Linked DNA regions of Mus musculus: all the other regions are linked to region 3. A link is a contact called in public HiChIP or PLAC-seq data. All regions are on one chromosome and are shown on one strand. Each heading gives the region's core, a stretch centred on a gene start, on an enhancer-like site or on the middle of the called end of the contact. The rest is flanking DNA. Distances are from core to core; before and after follow the strand shown. Region 1 has its middle 10 kb from the start of Mir23a. Region 2 has its middle 24 kb from the start of Gm23626. Region 3 overlaps Cacna1a (calcium channel, voltage-dependent, P/Q type, alpha 1A subunit).

The links. HiChIP or PLAC-seq counts read pairs in DNA pulled down with a chosen protein or histone mark.
Region 1: a contact with region 3 is called in an H3K27ac HiChIP or PLAC-seq map of embryonic stem cells, with 2.2 times the contacts expected there. The contact joins two enhancer-like sites. A contact is called at or near these places in 3 of 39 promoter capture datasets (the C10 cell line, cranial neural crest and frontonasal cranial neural crest), 8 of 484 Hi-C or Micro-C datasets (the G1E-ER4 cell line, embryonic stem cells, trophoblast stem cells and 1 more), 20 of 115 datasets of contacts at active chromatin or transcription factors (the 230-238 cell line, astrocytes, bone marrow-derived dendritic cells and 11 more) and 1 of 9 other capture datasets (embryonic stem cells).
Region 2: an H3K27ac HiChIP or PLAC-seq map of embryonic stem cells shows a contact between it and region 3, with 7 read pairs. The contact joins two enhancer-like sites. A contact is called at or near these places in 3 of 15 datasets of contacts at CTCF or cohesin (the NIH/3T3 cell line and embryonic stem cells), 6 of 484 Hi-C or Micro-C datasets (the Ba/F3 cell line, bone marrow-derived macrophages, embryonic fibroblasts and 2 more), 11 of 115 datasets of contacts at active chromatin or transcription factors (the NIH/3T3 cell line, embryonic forebrain, embryonic stem cells and 2 more) and 1 of 9 other capture datasets (embryonic stem cells).

Annotation. Positions count from the first base shown.
Region 1 is chr8:84,196,695-84,199,916 of GRCm38.p6, reverse strand. No RefSeq gene overlaps it. Among named protein-coding and RNA genes, the nearest start is that of Mir23a, 10 kb to the left of the region's middle. Within about 2 kb of position 1,371, at least 432 of the 459 cell types and tissues checked have an H3K27ac peak or open chromatin away from gene starts, as enhancers often do. A contact at or near this core is called in embryonic fibroblasts, embryonic stem cells, forebrain and 1 more, where this site is marked.
Region 2 is chr8:84,355,047-84,358,123 of GRCm38.p6, reverse strand. It overlaps a transcript of Cacna1a not described here. Among named protein-coding and RNA genes, the nearest start is that of Gm23626, 24 kb to the left of the region's middle. Within about 2 kb of position 1,388, at least 42 of the 459 cell types and tissues checked have an H3K27ac peak or open chromatin away from gene starts, as enhancers often do. A contact at or near this core is called in embryonic stem cells, where this site is marked.
Region 3 is chr8:84,633,631-84,636,547 of GRCm38.p6, reverse strand. It overlaps Cacna1a (calcium channel, voltage-dependent, P/Q type, alpha 1A subunit), which reads right to left. Exons shown (of 47, transcript NM_007578.3): 43 at 2,785-2,898; 44 at 964-999; 45 at 1-36. Gm39212 (a long non-coding RNA gene) reads left to right here. Exons shown (of 3, transcript XR_003947427.1): 2 at 1-2,917. Among named protein-coding and RNA genes, the nearest start is that of Gm39212, 3.5 kb to the left of the region's middle. Within about 2 kb of position 1,652, at least 62 of the 459 cell types and tissues checked have an H3K27ac peak or open chromatin away from gene starts, as enhancers often do. A contact at or near this core is called in embryonic fibroblasts, embryonic stem cells, forebrain and 1 more, where this site is marked.

The DNA of each region.
Region 1 (3,222 bases), core at 122-2,621, 440 kb after region 3:
GCTAAGGACCCAACCGACTAGTGGTTTAGTTCTGCACTCTCTCGAACTTTGGTGTGAGTGTGGGATGAAGCCGAACCAAGCCATCAGCCCAGAGGCCCAAGTCTTGGGGACTCTGCAGCTTCCTTCCCATGTGGGGCCCAACAGGCAGGCTGGCCCAGAGTGCAAGATCTGACAGGTTAGGGCAGGAGGGAAAGGAGGCCCACCCCGTTGGGGCCCCAGGGGAGGATTTGGAGTGGCACAGAATTCTCCAACTCTGGGCAAGCCCTGGAAGATGGGAGAGACGGCCTCATGGCCCCCTGAGCACTTTAAATGAGGACAAAAAAGTTAGGTTCTGAGCTTATTAGCCCAGCACTTCAGAAGCTGAGGCAGGAAAATCACAGGTTAAATGTCAACCCGTGCTGCAGAGCGTGATCCTGTCTAGAAGGTAGAAGCAGCAGGGTCAGGAGTTCAAAGCCATCCTTGGGCTATTTGGTGAGTTTGAGGCCAGCTTGGACTCTATGAGACCATGCCTCAAAATTTGAAAGAAAAAGATATATAAAGGCAGAGAATTAGAGAGAGGGAGGGAAAAAGGGAGAGAGACAGACAGAGCACACAAGTCCAAGACCTGTGTACACTCAGGCGTTTACTCAGGCTCAAGCCAACCTCCGGGGGTGCCCTCTCTGTGCCCCTCAGAGACCTCATCAACCTGCCCTCAGATGCAGAGTGCCAACACCTCATCTGTTTTCTGTAGACACTTTATTTTTCATTCCATTTTGCTTTGTTGAGACAGTCTGTGTAGCCCAGGCTCTACTGGTTAAGACTCATGAGCCTCCTGCCTCAGTTTCCCCAACACTGCGATGACAGACCTGCACCATCACACGTGGCCTGGAAACATCCATTCACCAGTGAGTGAACTGATGCTCAGGCAACAACTCGCAGACCCTGGCGACTGCCCTGACCCTCATTATCTGTCCCCTAGCACCAATAGAAGAGCCAGCAGGACCTCAGCTCACTAAACTTAGCTATTAACTTTTTGATCAGGGAAGAAAATGGGGAGGCCTAGAACAGGGTGAGACCATATTGTGTAGGCACACACACACAAAGATACATAGACACACACACACACACCACACACACACAGCTGGTTCTGTCATGCTCTGCCCCACAGGAAGTGGAACATCTTAGATCCCACCAGCACCAGGTTGGTGGAGTGGGGGAGGGCTGTGTCAAGGGACCCTGTTAGGTCTGAAGGTCGCCCCACAGGTCACCCGGGCACACACGTAGAGCGCCCCGGGCCCCATGGCAACGCAGCACAGAGACATCAAACAGGGAGGCCCCACGTCACTGCGGTTAGGGAGGCTCCTCCCCACTGGCTGGCGGCTAGCGCCTCAGGCCGTCAGGCAGCCCGCCTCCTGTCGCCGTGGCGACCGACTGTGTTGTGGACTGTCCCGGGCCCACCAGATCCCTGCCCCCTCGCTGGGGCACTGCCGCTCCCCCGCATCCGGGGAGGGCGCCCAGCTCTGTCATTCAGCTGCCGGTATGGGGCCTAGTGTAGGGCAGTATGGCCTGCAATTTGCCACTTAGAGGGGTCCCCTGGAGATGAACAGTGTTGCCAGAGTCGCTACAGGGTTGGGTTGCCATTCATGGCCCCAAGGTGGGTAGTTACCAGGGCTCTGTTGAGGTGGGTGACACAGTAGTGGCCTCAAGGATAGGTAGCTACCAGTTGGGATAGGTGACACACAGGAGTGGCCCCGGGGATGAGTAGTTACCAGGGCGCTGTTGAGGTGGGTGACACGGAGGTGACCCCAGGATGGGTAGTTACCAGAGCGCTATTGAGGTGGGTGACACACAGGAGTGGCCCCAGGGATGAGTAGTTACCAGGGCCTGTTAGGGTTGGGTTGCCAAGGCGTTCTTGGGTTGGGTGACACAGGAATGGCCTATGGGATAGGTAGTTACCAGGGCGCTGTTGGGGTGGGTGACACAGGAGTGGCCCCAGACCTAGCCCAGCACCAGGGCTAACGTGAAGCCGGGGCAGGGGGAAGGAGGGAGTAAGCGGCTTAAGATGTCAAATTTCGTTGTGGGCGGCCATGAGGCGCTGGAGCGCACAGGGTTAAAGAGCGCCTTTCTCGGGGTCTCCCCTCCTCAACACCCCCTCCCTTCCGGGGGATTTCGGGCCCCAGCCCCTCTGACGTCAGTGGGGTTGCTATGGCAACCGCCCGACTTTCCCAAATAAAATTACTGCGGGCGAGCAAAGTTTCCTGGAGTCGGCTGCGGAGTAAACAATGGCAGGGGCGGGGCTCGGCGAGGGGGTCCCGAGGCTGGAGCTGGGGATCCCTGTCCCAGGCCTCTGGGAGATGGGTCCGGACAAGGGAACTGAGCGGACGCCTGGGCCGCTCCCACGCGTGCACTTCCTGTCGCCGGCTGCCGGAGGAGGTAAAACAAGCGAGCAGGCAACAACCGGAGCAGGGACAGGGAGGACCAGGCCCGCTGTACCCGCCAAACCCATCACCCACGTACTTTTAAGTGATAACCCGTTTCTCACTCCCGGGCCTCACCTAACCTGTAAAATGGGAACAGATTCACTTCCATTGGCTGCTGCCAGGTTCAGGGAGGGACCCCAGGTTTTGGCCAAAGCCAATTAAATGACTTTAGCTCCTGGGCTTGATACCCGCCTCCCAAGTGGGGGTATCCAGACCACAAAGCATGTAGATGTGTTTGATTTAAAAAGTACACGGTTGCCGGACGGTGGTGGTTTACGCTTTTAATCCCAGCACTTAGGAGGCAGAGACAGGCAGATTTCTGAGTTCGAGGCCAACCTGGTCTACAAAGTGAGTTCCAGGACAGCCAGGGCTACTCAGAGAAACCCTGTCTCGAAATAAATAAATAAATAAATAAATAAATAAATAAATAAATAAATTACACAGTGGAATTTTTGTTTTGCTGGTCTGGAAGGGCATGTTTGGAAGCCAGCATCTCCTGATGTAGCCCAGGCTGGAACTCAGTACAGTACTGGAACTCAGTACAGTACATAGCTTAGATTCCCCTGGCAGAGACAGGCAGATTTCTGAGTTCGAGGCCAACCTGGTCTACAAAGTGAGTTCCAGGACAGCCAGGGCTACTCAGAGAAACCCTGTCTCGAAATAAATAAATAAATAAATAAATAAATAAATAAATAAATAAATAAATAAATAACACAGTGGAATTTTTGTTTTGCTGGTCTGGAAGGGCATGTTTGGAAGCCAG
Region 2 (3,077 bases), core at 139-2,638, 280 kb after region 3:
GAACGTGGGAAGACATATGGTTGGGGTAACTGATGCATGGGTAGACATACTGAGTGAACAGGTGGACACATGCATGGGAGGAAAGCCGGATACATGGCAACACCTAAGGGTGAGGAACGCGGGTCAGTTTGCCGCCGCCCATAGATGCTCAGACATACCACCAGGTGTCGCCATAACCTTAGGAACTACCTCAGAGGGCACGTCAAGTAGGCCTGCTTCACATCCAGCCATAACCTTAGGAACTACCTCAGAGGGCACTTCAAGTAGGCCTGCTTCACATCCAGCCTACCAGACGTGCTCAGGCCCACCTTGCATTCGTTCCCGCCCATCAGCACCCACAGGCTTCCCCTTCTCCAGGAACAGTGGCAGCTGCAGATAAGCAGGGTGACCACACACACGCAGCCTCCCTGGGATGGCAGGGTATGAAGACTGAGGGACTTAAACTGGTTCCTGTCTTGCTAGCATCAGCGGCTCCTGCTGTTACTCATGGGTACATCACAGCCATCAGTGTCAGCCCAGGAAACCACCCCAGCTTTACACCTTTGAAATAAAATGTTATTAAGCCCTAGCAATCCGCTTAGAGATGCAGTGGCAAAGGGATTGTTTGTAGTTGAACCTTTCTCCAAACCACTTCCCATTAGCTATCAGCGTAGCTCGTTCCCTCACAGCTGGGCCAGAGTACCTCTGAAGGCAGAATTTCCCAGCCTTTCCCAACATGCCCCACCTCCCCGCACCCTACCCAAGTCCCCAGAGAAAGCACTTGTCCCCTCTGCCAGTCCTTTCTGGCTCCACTGCGCACAAGGGATCCGGGTCTTTTACAAAGCCGGTTCAGAGTATTCCAGGCAACCTTAAGGCAGAGGGTTGATGGACTGTCAAGGGACAACTGGAGTCACCCACACCATATCAGCGCATTCTATCCCCTGAAGCTTGCCAGTTCAGGCTTGGCTGGCCCACAAGCCCCGCACAGCTCCCTTACAGCCTGCCCCGTGAATACTCACTCCCACTCTTTCCTTCTGGCCTGAGGGGTGCTGTGCATTTTGTGCGCCTGGTGGGCCAAGATGACATCCCGGTGGTCCACCACGCCACCACGCCGTTTCAGAGTTGGCCCCTCGAGGCTTCCGCTCATCTGCTGTGACCACGGGACATGCAGAGTCCTGGATGAGCCTGCCAGGGTGCAGTCCGTGCCTGGGTACCTTGGGCTGTGCAGGAGCTCATGACTGAGGGGAGAAAGCATGGGGTCAGAGCCCCAAGAGGCCCTCGGCATCCATGGGCCTCGCTCAGATATCCCAGGAGAGGAAACTGGAGGGAGAGAGGAGACAAGGAGAGCAGAGTGAGAGAAACTGAGGGGAGGCCAGGGCTGTGCGCGAGCAGGTGTGAACAGCAGAGGCCACCCCACCCTGCGCCCGGAAGTTCAGCGCCCCAGGCCCGGCTGCCAGGATTGAGTATTCCCTTGGCAACTGGGGGGCAGGAAAGACACTTCTAGCAGTTGCCGGGCAACACAGGCCATGGGTTGAAAGGGCGCAAGGGTGTGGCTGATGCTAAGCAATAGAACTACCTAGCTCCAGATCGAACTGGGGTGGGGTGGGGAGGGGTGGGGGAGGGGTGCTTTCTCACATCTAGATGCTCCCTTCTGCAAAGTGGACCCTCTAAAGCCCTTGCTTTCTGTGCTCTGGACCTGCGTCCAGTGGACTTCAGATCCCTGATGGCAAGTTCAAACTCAGTTGCACTGGACCAAGAGGCTGGTCCTGATCTGCTTCCTGTGTAGTTAGAAAGCACACCGAGAGCCTGTCTGTTAGTTTCTTTGTCTCGATGTTTTATTTATTATATTCATGTGTTTGCAGTGTGCATGGGGCACTGGTATGTGCATATATGTATGCGGAAGCCAGAGATCAACATTAGGTGCTATTCCTCAGGGGCTACCACCTTAGTTTTTTAGACAGAGTCTCTCACTGGCCTGGAATAGAGTAGACTATGCTAGCTGACCAGTGAGCCTAGTCTAGTCTGCCTGTCTCTGCCTCCCCAGCATCATGATTCTAGCTTGTACCACCATGCCTGGCCTCTGTCCCCACCCCCACCCCCACCCCCGACATGACACACACACCCTAGGGATTGAACTCAGGTCCCAATATACTAAGCTATCCCCCTAGCCCTTTATTTTCTTCTTGTTGTTATTTAAATTGTGTGTGTGTGTCTGTGTCTGTGTGTGTGTGATGGGTGTATGGGTGTGCCGTGGGCCATCTGTACTGATCAGAGGACAATGCTGTAGGCATCAGTTCTCTCCCTCCATCCTTGGGCTCCAGAGACTGAGCTCAAGCTATCAGGCTTGGTAGCAGTGGCCTTTACCCACAGAGCCATCCTATACCTTTCCGATTTTGCTGTTTTTTTATGTGCACGAGTGTTTTTCCATGCAGTCTGTGCATTGTCTGTGTACACACCCTGGGAGGTAAGAAGATGGTGCTGGATCCCCTGAAATGGGATCCTGCCCATTGTTAACCACTATGTGGGTGTGGTGTGAACTCCAGTCCTCTGCAGGAGCAGCCAGAGCCTTTAGCCACGGAGTCATTTCTCCAGTCCCTATTTTACTAATTTTTGAGGCTGTCTCACCTTGCTGCCAAGGCTAGGCTGAAACTCACAATCTTCTACCTGAGCCTGGACAGTGCGAGGCTTATACATACGCACCACCATGCCAGCTCTTTAATCTGTTACTTTGTCCTTGGTTTAATTCTATTTACTTGCAGTATGGAGGCAGAGTCGGAGCACACCACGCAAGGACTCGACTCCCAGCTCTTTTTCACTTTCTGTTTCGCCAAGTTTGTCATGAAACTTATTCTTGTAGCCCAGGCTGGCCCCAAACTTGTGATTCTCCTGCCTTAGCCTCTTGAAAAGCTGGTATGGCAGACAGGCCTGTACTGTCAGCCTGGCTTTTTTTATTTGTCACCACAGACTTACAGAGACTGGAGACATAATCCTACAGACGCCAAAGTCTCTCTAGGTGACCTTGGACACCTAGAGTGTGAATGTGGCTGGCACACTCTATTGTTTAGGAAGAAAATCACATGTGGGTGTTCAGTACAGAC
Region 3 (2,917 bases), core at 403-2,902:
GGCTGAGCGCTTCATGGGGCTGGTATCAGAGATGGTCTGGGGGAGGGGCACAGGCGTGGGCAGAGTTAATGGCCAGCATTTTCATGGCCTGCTCCTTCCAGCCCTGCAGCCCACCTGGCTGACTGGTGACAGAATCAGAGTGTGTGAGCATCCAGGGATTATGTCCAGAGGTGCAGTGGTGGGTTTGAGTGTCTGGCTTGCTGGCTGCAGGGGTGGAGCCCTACGGATACTTGAGTCCAGTGACAGGAATGTTGTGGCTTCTTAGGGTATGTGCTGGACTTTGGCCAGAAGGCCCTGGCTAACCCCTCGCCCTGCTCTCCAGGAGGCCCTGGTGTTCAGGCTGGCTGACTGACAAGAAGCATACTCAGTTTGCAGAGTGCAGACCTGGGAGCCCTGCTTCTCCTTGGCCCAACTCTCTTGCCCCTCACGCCCATCCCCACCTCTGGTCCCTATCCCTCAGGCCCAGCTTGGCCTGCCCTAGCAGTGGAGGTGCTGGAGACCATTCTGAGTCTGCATTTACTGTCCCAGAATCCTTGCTCTTGCTCTGCCATGGACAGTCTTCAGGTCTCTCTGTAGCAGGCAGAAGAAGGAAGACAGGGCCAACTGGACCAGGCCTGCTCCAACTCTGATGTGCAGGACCCAGCCCAAGGCAGGAGCTAAGGGACCTGAGGCAGTAGGCCAGTGGTCACTGGTTGAACTGGAGGAACAGACCCGCAAGAAATGGGCAGGGTGGGCAGGTCGGCCTCTTGGAGGCTCTGAAGACGATGTGGGGTGCCGTGTGGCCCCTTGCACACACAGGACACAACACACAAGGAAGGGGCTCCTCCAACACACAAGGTGGGGCTAGGGTGGGATCTGGAACGAAAGGGTAGGGTGGAGGGTAGTGGGAGATGGTGGGAGCTGTCACAGACAGGGCAGGGAGGGAGAGGGGCTGGAGCCGAGCTGGCCGGGCGCGGTACATACACTGAGGTCATTTCCACGTGGCCGGCCCCTTCTCCTCTGTCCCAGCCCCACAGGATGGCGCACACAGAAAAAACAGAAAGAAGGAAATAAATATAAAAGGCAGAAAGGATGGTGAGTGGGTGGTCCATGCAGGAGGTGGAGGGTAGAGAGGTTAAAACTCGGTGTCAGTGGTGTCGGATGAGGGGGTGCTCCAGGACCCCGCTGGCTGTCCCCCACAACAGGCACAGAAGAGACAGGAGACAGACAGATGGCAGAGACACGAGACTGACAGATGGGACAGCAAGGCCACAGGCTCCTGGCCCATTTCATGCGATGCACTGCGGCCCAGCACCCCTCCCCCGCCTCGCCCCAGCTTCAGCTCAAAGCTTCCAGGTGGCCTTCAGCCCAGCTTGGCTCATCTCTGTTTTGGGACCAGCAGGCCAGGCCTGACAGAAGGGATGGGGCAGCTACATGCACCCCAAGGTCACAACAGCCAGAGGCCAGGCCCTTGGGCCATGATGACCCAGCCAGACACAGCGAATCTGCTACATAATGCAGGGCAAGCTGCCCCAGCCAGACATGCCTGCCCCCTCCCGCTGCCCCCCTCCTCCTGCCCTTTCTTCTTGTCCTCAGTAGCAGCCTGGGCTTTATCCCCATTCCCGATTGCATTGCGATTGCGCAGTAGCCAGGCATGCTTGTTTCTCTGTCCCCATGGGGATCTTGCCTTCCCTATAAGGGGCTGGAGTAGCTAAGAGAAGCAGCCACACTGAGACACACATACCATGTACACACCCAACCCCCCAACCCTCCCAGACATGTGACAGCCATCCCAGGAACACCCAGACTCTGCTTTGTGATTCTTCAGACATGCTCTATTCCTGAAGGCAGCAGGCCATGTGCGTGCACACGGACATGCCTGTTAACACTGGGAACACACGGATGCATGTGCATGTATGTATGTATTGCATGTAAGTGGTATGTGTGTGAAGTGCACCAGGTCCGCCCATGCTAAGCAGGGGGATACCATGAGCTCCACTCTCCAGCTGTGGAGTTAGGATTCTAGTTTTCTTTTTTTTTTTTAATTAGTTTATTATTTGTGTACATGTGTGTGAGTTTGTGCACCTGTGTGTAGGTGCTTGAGAAGGCGAGGAGAGGGCACTGGGTCCCTGGAGCTCTGGTTACAGGAGGCTGTGAACCGGCATGTGCTGGAATTCAGTCAGGTCTTCTGCAAGAGCAGCGCATGCTCTTACCCAGTGAGCCACTTCTCTAGCTACTAGTCAGGATTCTTTAGTTTTGTTTTGAGTCAGGATCTCACACAGTGAGAGGCTGGCCTCGAACTAGCTATAGAGCAGTGTCTGACTGTGAACTCCCAATCTTCCTGTTTCCACTTTCCAAGTGGCAGGATTATAGATGTAAGTCGTGTTGCTTGTTTGAGAGGTGATCCAGGTCTATAGCCTAAGCTGCCCTGGAATTCCTCTTTCCTCAGCCTCCTGGGTGTGTGAGACGCCTCATGCTGCTGAAGCAGGCATTCCCAAAGGCATCTCTCACCAGAGCTGGACCCACCCCTTCCGAGCCCACTCCGCCCCTTTGTGCTCTCAAATAGGGCAGACAGAAGCCATTTGGCACTGACTACCATGTGCCTCAAGGTGCTCCATCTCTCTCTGGCTTTTGTCAGAGAGCGGTTAGGAGGACCAGGCTCTGAAGGAGTCAGGAAAGGGTGGTCTCCACCCTAACCCACCCACGAAGCTACAGATGGTCCCACCCAGGCTGGGGTCCCCAAGGGAGAGGTATAAGATCCTCAGTAACTTGTGTGGGGCAGCCCAGAATCCTGCAAGCTCTCACCTGGTTCTCTGCTGGGAGGCGGGGCATGGAGGCGGCCCTGGTCTGGCCTTCCATGGGGAGGTAGTGTTCGCTGTCTGAGTAGCCATCAGTACCCATTTCTCGCATCTCCACAGACTGTCAGGCAGAGGGTGGG